Regions from separate parts of the Rattus norvegicus genome. Here region 1 is linked to region 2. The links are chromatin contacts, called in public Hi-C maps. All regions are on one chromosome and are shown on one strand. The core of a region is the stretch at or near the end of the contact, and the rest is flanking DNA. Distances in the headings are between cores, read along the strand shown.

What was found. Hi-C and Micro-C count contacts between places; a contact is called where the count stands out from the background.
Region 1: a contact with region 2 is called in a Hi-C map of liver, with 4 times the contacts expected there. The contact joins the promoter of Ddt here to the promoter of Chchd10 in region 2. A contact is called at or near these places in 6 of 12 Hi-C or Micro-C datasets (the A7r5 cell line, Schwann cells, frontal cortex and 3 more) and 1 of 1 datasets of contacts at active chromatin or transcription factors (oligodendrocytes).

The regions. Positions count from the first base shown.
Region 1 is chr20:12,881,594-12,885,606 of GRCr8, forward strand. It overlaps Ddt (D-dopachrome tautomerase), which reads left to right and starts at 2,057. Exons shown (of 3, transcript NM_024131.2): 1 at 2,057-2,236; 2 at 2,541-2,716. The coding sequence starts at 2,129. Gstt3 (glutathione S-transferase, theta 3) reads left to right here. Exons shown (of 5, transcript NM_001399042.1): 5 at 1-381.
Region 2 is chr20:12,725,205-12,728,771 of GRCr8, forward strand. It overlaps Chchd10 (coiled-coil-helix-coiled-coil-helix domain containing 10), which reads right to left and starts at 1,874. Exons shown (of 4, transcript NM_001007008.1): 1 at 1,776-1,874; 2 at 1,348-1,555; 3 at 385-532; 4 at 75-238. The coding sequence starts at 1,816. The coding sequence ends at 219. It overlaps C20h22orf15 (similar to human chromosome 22 open reading frame 15), which reads left to right. Exons shown (of 6, transcript NM_001402218.1): 6 at 1-100.

The DNA.
Region 1 (4,013 bases), core at 807-3,306, 160 kb after region 2:
ACACACACACACAATTTGATATCTGGCACCACGTGGACCTCTGTGCTCCTCAACCCCAGCGCCTCCCTTCCTTAGTTTTGACAGGGAGACTCTATGATTTTTGAGTTGAATACATATCAGAGATGGGGATTGACTGACTAGTGAAAGGCCTTTGTCCTCAGGGTCTTCGCTCCCTGGTATAGGTGGGGTGCAGGGCTGGTTCGTGACTGCCCTTGCAGGAGTGGAAGTTTCCTGATGTTCTGACTTTCCAAATTCTTGCTCTAAGCCTTCTAACTCTGACTGTTGCCTTCTGCCTGTCTCCAGCTCCAAACTGTCACAGGATGTCTGGTGCCATTGGACATCTCTTATGCGCCTTACCTAATAAAGACATCATTAACAGCATAGTGATAGCTGAGTCTTTCAGACCGTTTGCCTCTGGCTCCTTTAGTATGTGTTGTTGTAAAAATATAAAAAAATAAAAAAATATATAGTTGTCTTTTAACTGGCTAGGTCCAGCACTGTGGTATTCCAAGATATCTGCTAGATATCTTGGCAGAAACACATCTCAACTCCGAGGCGGCCCAGTGTCTCTTGCCACCACACACTTTCCTACACTCAAACCCTCACATAAAAGAACACACAACGGGGTTGGGGATTTAGCTCAGTGGTAGAGTGCTTGCCTAGGAAGCGCAAGGCCCTGGGTTCGGTTCCCAGCTCCGAAAAAAAAGAACCAAAAAAAAAAAAAAAAAAAAGAACACACAACGGGCTGGAGAGATGACTCAGTGTTAAGAGCACTGACTGCTCTTCCAGAGGTCCTGAGTTCAATTCCCAGCAACCACATGGTGGCTCACAACCATCTGTAATGAGATCAGATGCCCTCTTCTGGTGTGTCTGAAGACAGCTACAATGTACTTACATATAAATAAATAAATAAATAAATAAATAAATATAATAAGATATAATTGCCCACTTAAACATACAAAGCCCGGTACCATCCATCCCTTAGGAACATTAATAACAACCTGTAAATACACAGCAGATCTTAACATCACCTGCCATGGCTTCTCACCCTCTCCTCAGTTTCTTCTCCTGTCTCCTCCTTTCTGTCCTAGTCTCCTTCTCTTCCTTCAAACTTCTCTCCCTCCCATCCTTCCTTCTTCCAATGACAGGCCTCCTTCTATCCTGTACCTGCCCCTCACCTGTACTTTACAAATTCCATGGGGAGAAGGTTCTGGTGAAGTTACCTGATTCCTGAGTACCTAGGCGGCTGTCCTAGGGGCAGTGGAATTAGCATCAAAATACAGATAACTCCAGGGCAAACCTCAACAAGTATGCACACTTTCCTTGTGCAATTGGACAGATTGCCAAATTGGGTTTCTGTCTCTCTCTTCTCTGTCTCTCTCTTCCCTCTCTGGAGCTCTCTCTCTCTCTCTCTCTCTCTCTCTCTCTCTCTCTCTCTCTCTCTCTCTCAGATAGTTTCTCCGTGTAGCTCTGGCTGTCCTGGATTTCAGTCTGTAGACCAGCCTGGAAACTCAAGAGCTCTGCCTACCTCTGCCTCCAGAGTGCTGCCCTTAAAGGCTTGTGCCACAAGCGCCCGGCCGCATTGCCTTGTTTTAAGTAGCTCTGCCACTCTCTGGTGGACAATGATTTAGCCCAGACAGAAGAGGTTACAAAATCACCTTAGGGACCAGATGAAAATGCCCTTGCCCTAGGGTCTTGCCCAGGCACACCTCACGTGCGGTTCCCGTATTGAATTTGAAGTAATCATTATCATTCAAGAAATGTTAAGCCTGTCTGGCGGTGTGAAGTCTCCTAAAGAAACGTATGTCTTGCGGGCGATTAGCTGAGACGCTCGGAGGGAAACAGAGCCCCCTGCCGACTGAGAGGGCCAATGACACTGAAGCTGGGACTTCGGTAATTTGGAGCCGGTACAAGTGACAGCGGAAGAGGAGTAGCTCTGATAGCCAATCTAGAAGGGCCGACTCTGCCTGGCCAATGAGGAACTTAGCTGTGCTCACCCTCCCTGCTCCCGCCGCCTCCTGGCCTTCGCCTCCTCCATTTCCCTCCCCGTGTTCCTTTTCTGGAACCTCAACTGGCTCCCACTGCTCTCTCGGTGCAGTTACCGTTTGGCGATCCCTCTCCTGCTAACATGCCGTTCGTTGAGTTGGAAACAAACTTGCCGGCTAGCCGCATACCCGCAGGGCTGGAGAACCGGTTGTGTGCGGCCACAGCCACCATCCTGGACAAACCCGAAGACGTGAGCGAGGATCGGCGAGAACTTGTGGGATAGGGGTTGGACTTCCCAATGATTCTTTCTCTTACCCCCAGGGACCCCACCCGCCTGCTAACCTCTGACCTTCCGTGTCCCATCCTCCCTTTCCAGGACCCTTCCTAGTCACCTTTCCCAGGCGTGACCCTGACGTGACTGACTTCCAAGCTTCCTAGACAGTGCCCCAAACCCTGTTCCCTCGGACCCCCACGTTAAGAATTTTGCCGCGCCTGCTTCTGGACACCAGCCTTGCCCTGCCCAAGGGTTTTATTCACTTTTGTGTTTCTTGCAGCGCGTGAGCGTGACGATACGACCGGGCATGACCTTGTTGATGAACAAATCCACAGAGCCCTGCGCCCACCTCCTGATCTCTTCCATCGGTGTTGTGGGCACCGCGGAGCAGAACCGCAGCCACAGCTCCAGCTTCTTCAAGTTCCTCACCGAGGAGCTGTCCCTGGACCAGGACAGGTATGTAGAGCTAGTGAGGGAACGTATTTGTGACTCTGTCCTCTGTATGAGGTTGGGGTGGGGGGTGGGGGACCATTTGCTGGTTCCAGCAAGCACTCCATGTCTTAGTCCAAGGAAGTGCAGTGTATCTGCTCCTTAGGTACTGTGGGTCTGTGATCAGAGTTATTGCAAGATTTCGATTCCTCCAACGCTCTGCAGCCATCCCTGCAAGTCCTGAGAAAGGATGGCTTGGGAAACCCCAATGCTTCCTGGTGTGTGCTGAGATTATGCTCAGGCACTCAGAACCACTATGATGATGGCCTCCGCACGGTCTCAGAACCAGGGTGTTTGGTTTTCCAGCCTGGTCAGAGGGAATCTGGTTATGGCCTGAGGCAGATAACCTTTGGACTAGATAAGGCTCCTGGAGAGTCACCGGGTAATGAAAAGACCATTGGCCTAGATATTCCTTGGTTTGAGGACTACCTCAGCCCAGAGATCCCAGATGAACCTGGAAATAAACTATCTCCAGTTTGTAGCCCTCTCTTCCATAGAGGAAGTAGGTCAGGCTAAATGACTTCCCACAAGAAGATGTCCCCCTCCCCAAAATCCTTACAGTCTGAGGTGGAGTTAGAGTCTCCTATTCCTGAGTCTGGAGCATGCCTGTGAAGAGATAAGTTCGAAAGAGCTTTCCAAAATGGAGTCCTTGTAGGCTCAGGAAAGTTGGTAATGGCTGCTTGTGTTGGTTGGATGCTCAGACTCTGTCCTTAGGTTGAGGAGACAATGCTTCTTTTTTTTTTTTTTTAATTTATTTATTTTTATATAAATACACTACACCAGAAGAGGGCATCAGATCCCATTACAGATGGTTGTGAGCCACCATGTGGTTGCTGGGATTTGAACTCAGGACCTCTGGAAGAGCAGTCGGGTGCTCTTAACCACTGAGCCATCTCTCCAGCCCGAGACAATGCTTCTTAACAATAACACTCGTGCGTAGCCTGTGTCAGGGTCCCTGCACCCAGTATTCCATTTGATCCTTGCAGGCGCTTTCCAGGGCCCTCAGGGCAGATTTAGTAACTTCATGAGGTGGATAACTGTATTAGACCAACCTTACTGTATTAGACCCTGAGGGTGTCAGCCCTGTGCACAGCCGCCCTGGTGCGAGACTATCACCAGGCACTTCCTCTGAGCTCTGTGATTGAGCAATCACTTACTCCACAGATTTGAACCAGATTTGAACCCGTGCCTCGCTTAGAGCCAGGTTTTGGTTCGACACCAAATGGCTGGTACACTGGGCATGCCCGTAGGAGCCTGCGGTTAG
Region 2 (3,567 bases), core at 624-3,123:
CAGCCATCCGCCTATCTCCCCTGATCCCGCCTCCCAGCAGACAGGGCAGTGAGTGGGCACACAGCAGGCTGTGGTCTAAAGTAAACTCTTTTTAATTGAACATTTCTGTCTCCTGTTATTCTGCGGGGTGAGAACTGTCCTTCCTTACGCACAAGGACCGTCTCTTCGCCATCAAACTGTCGGTGAGGGGTTAGGCTACGAGCAAGCCCACAGCCTCTTCAGGGTAGGGAGCTCAGACCTGTGGAGAGAACCACCGCACAGACCGCTGGTCAGCCCGCAGGCACCGGAGGCTCCGCCCCTCCCAGCCCCACGTGCACCAGAACAACCGCAGGCACCCGAGGCTCCGCCCCTCCCAACCCCACGTGCAACAGAACTACCGCTCACCGTGATTGTATTTGCACTGTTTGAGGGCCTCACTGAAGCCCTCACACAGGGTTAGGTCGCTCTGAGTGGTGGAGCAGTCCAGGAACTGCTTGATCTCATAGGCGCAGGGCCCCATCTGCAGGGGGTGAGAGGCAGGACGGGCAGGGGCCTGGGGAAGAGTAGCTCAGAGTTGGTACCCCAAAATTAAGTGCCAAAGCCGGAGGCTTCCTGCCTCTCCAGACTCCCTATCCCTGACACCCCAAGGCAGGCCGAGTGACCCAGGACTAGATTACCCCTGTCTAGCCTCGGCTGCATCCCTGCACAGGGTGAACCAGCGGCCCTCTAAAAGTCGCTCAACAGATACAGACAGGGCTGTCTTTCTGCCTCAAAATGGACATGTAGGGCAAATGCGGGAGGGGGAAGAGAAGGCTCTAGAAAAAGCTGTCCACTACATTGTGTTCAGAGTATAAGCCCTACCCCAAGTTACAGCACCTTCCTGGCTCAGCCACACGGATTCTCCTAACCCAGGGCTCGCACTGCTATCAACATTTGGATTAGGCTCAAGATTGGTGGGGAGTGGCAGAGCCTTTGTGGGGCACAGGTCACCAGGGAACAGATGTCATGAGGCAGGCTGGGCTTTGGTGAAAACAAGGACTTGGGAAATATTGGATCTCTCCCTGCTCCTCTAGGGTCAGGCGTCCTTGGACAAGTCTTTGTGCCCAATCTGAGCTCAGTGTTCTCCCTCTTAAAAGATCTAGCGGGGGTCATCTCTGACCATCAGATATTTTGCCTTCAAATGAGGGTTAGGGCGAGCTTTCTAGCGAGTGACAGTAAATTTAAGGACCATGAGGGTTAGGACCCTCAAAATCCTGGGCCTGAGGCAACTCTGAATATATTGGGTCACTCCTCACTGGACACTTAAGCAGTCCCTTAGGCAACCATGAGTCAATCCTGCCTCTGTCTCTCTTGAGTCCTCCCGCTTACCTGCTGGACCGCAGGCTGGGCAGGCTCTGAGCTTCCCCCACTGAAGGCACTGGTCAGGGCGCTACCCATGACATGCCCTACAGCTGAGCCCACAGCTACGCCCGCGGCGGTGGATGCCATCTGAGCCATAAGACCCGGCTGTCCCGAGGTGGCAGGTGCGGGGGCGGGGGCTGAGGGTGGTGGGTGCGCAGGAGGATGGGCTGGGCGGCTGCAGGAAGCAAGAGGAGAGAAGCAAGGTTAATGCTCCGGGAACAAACCCCTTTACTCCAGGGAGCAGGGCGACCCTCGCCTTAGATTCGCGCTTCTGCGTCCCCGTCCTCCCCCAGCCAACATGGCGCAGCAGACTCCAAGGTCATTCTGCGGACGCCCTTGGGAGAGTACCCCCGCTTCCCTCACCCGTCCCCACGGGGTCCCTGTCCCCTTCACACCTGGCCGGCCTGGCAGCCGCACTGCGGCTTCCTCGTGGCATGACAGCGGTGGGATCAAGATGGAGATGAGTAAGAAGCGTGGACCGTGGCAGACGCTCGGTGCGGAGAACTAACGCGGCAGCGTCCCGAGAGTCAGGTGAAATGGGCGGGATCTGAGGCGGGGCCTCTGGGAACGCCCCCGCAAATGGGCGGGGCCTAAGCTCGCCCTTCCAGTAACCTCCTGGATTTAGAGCTCCTGAGCCATCCTAATGCAGGGCGGAGCTACTAGAGTCCTGGGGACTCCGTTGAGCTTTGGAAAGCGGAAGGCAGGGGCAGCGAGGGCAGGTCTTTCTGTTAGGACCATCGCAGAACCCAAACAGTGGAATAGGGGTTTGCCAGAAGCCAAGGAGAGAAAAAAGAGGCACAGAGACCACCAGAGAAGGAAATGGAGATGCCAGGCCAGGCTGTGCTTTCTGAGTCCCATCACAAGACAGAATTTGACAGTAACCGTCCCAGGATCCACCAAAGGCCTTTCCTTTCCCTGTCCTCTGGAACTCGATTTTTACAGTCTTTTTCTCAGAGACCTTCGGCTGGGATCAAGTCAAAACCTCTAGAGAGAAAAAAAGGTTAAAAGATCCGGTTGGTGGTAGCACACACCTGTAACCCCAGCACTTGGGGGAGCATGGGTAGGTGGATCTGGTGTGTTCCTGGCCGGCCTGGTCTACAGACCGAGTTCCAGGGCTACACAGAATTGACTCCCACAAAACAAAACAAAATAAAACAAAGAATAATAACCTTTGGCCAGAGTAGAGTGGGCACAGGTGCCTCGACTTCTCTCTCCTCTTCTGTAGCCTTTACTGTGACAATAGAGCTCGCCTGGCACGAAAAATTCAAAAGCCTCAGGAACAGCGAGTCCAAACTATTTAAAACCACGCATCGTCCACTCTGGTGTCCCAAACCTGGTTTCTTTCAGCAGCCTCTGCAGCAGGCTTCTTTCACTAAGACCTCAACTCTCTTCCTGACTAGAATCACCACCTACCTGCAGAGTAGACTTTCAGGTGAGGTGAGTAGGTAAAAGACAAGCTAGTCTTCCCTCAAAAGGTGCTAGGCTCCCTCTAGACCCCCCACACTCGTTTGTGTTTTTGGTCTCTGCTTATGTGGTATCCAGTGGGCAAGTGATAACATTTTGCAGCTTCGACTCCTTCTGTGGGCCTCAGTGGCTCGCCCACCTGGATAAATTTACCCTTCTGCCCTTTCAGATCCTCTACTAGGTGGGCTAATGTGGGGCAATGTGGGGGGTTGGGGAGGTCGCTCTGTCTGGTAAGCTATAAGTTCTTCAAAACAGGGTCACGTATCCCTGGCAACACTGAAGGCTTTTTAGGTTGCACAAATAAATGTTCTAGTGTTTGGGGGCTGTTTTGTTGAGACAGAGTCTTTATCTAGTCTGGCTGTCCTGGAACTCACTCTGTAGACCAGGCTCACAGAGATCCACCTGTCTCTGTCTCCCAAATGTCAGGATGAAAGGCATTCGCCATTGCATCCAATAAACAGTTTGTTTTTAAAATGCTATACTTTTATACACATCAGAAAATTTATGAGAGCTGGGTGATGGGGGTGCACTCCCTTAATAGAGACAGATCTCTGAGTTCGAGACTAGCCTGTTCTACAGAGTGAGTACCAGGACTACATAGAGAAACCCTCTCTTATGTGTGTGTGTGTGTTGGGGGGCGGGGAAACATGAGTACCTCATCCATTTTATGATTCCTTGACCAACGCTGCTGAGATGAGGCTGAACCAGACCTTGAATTTCTAG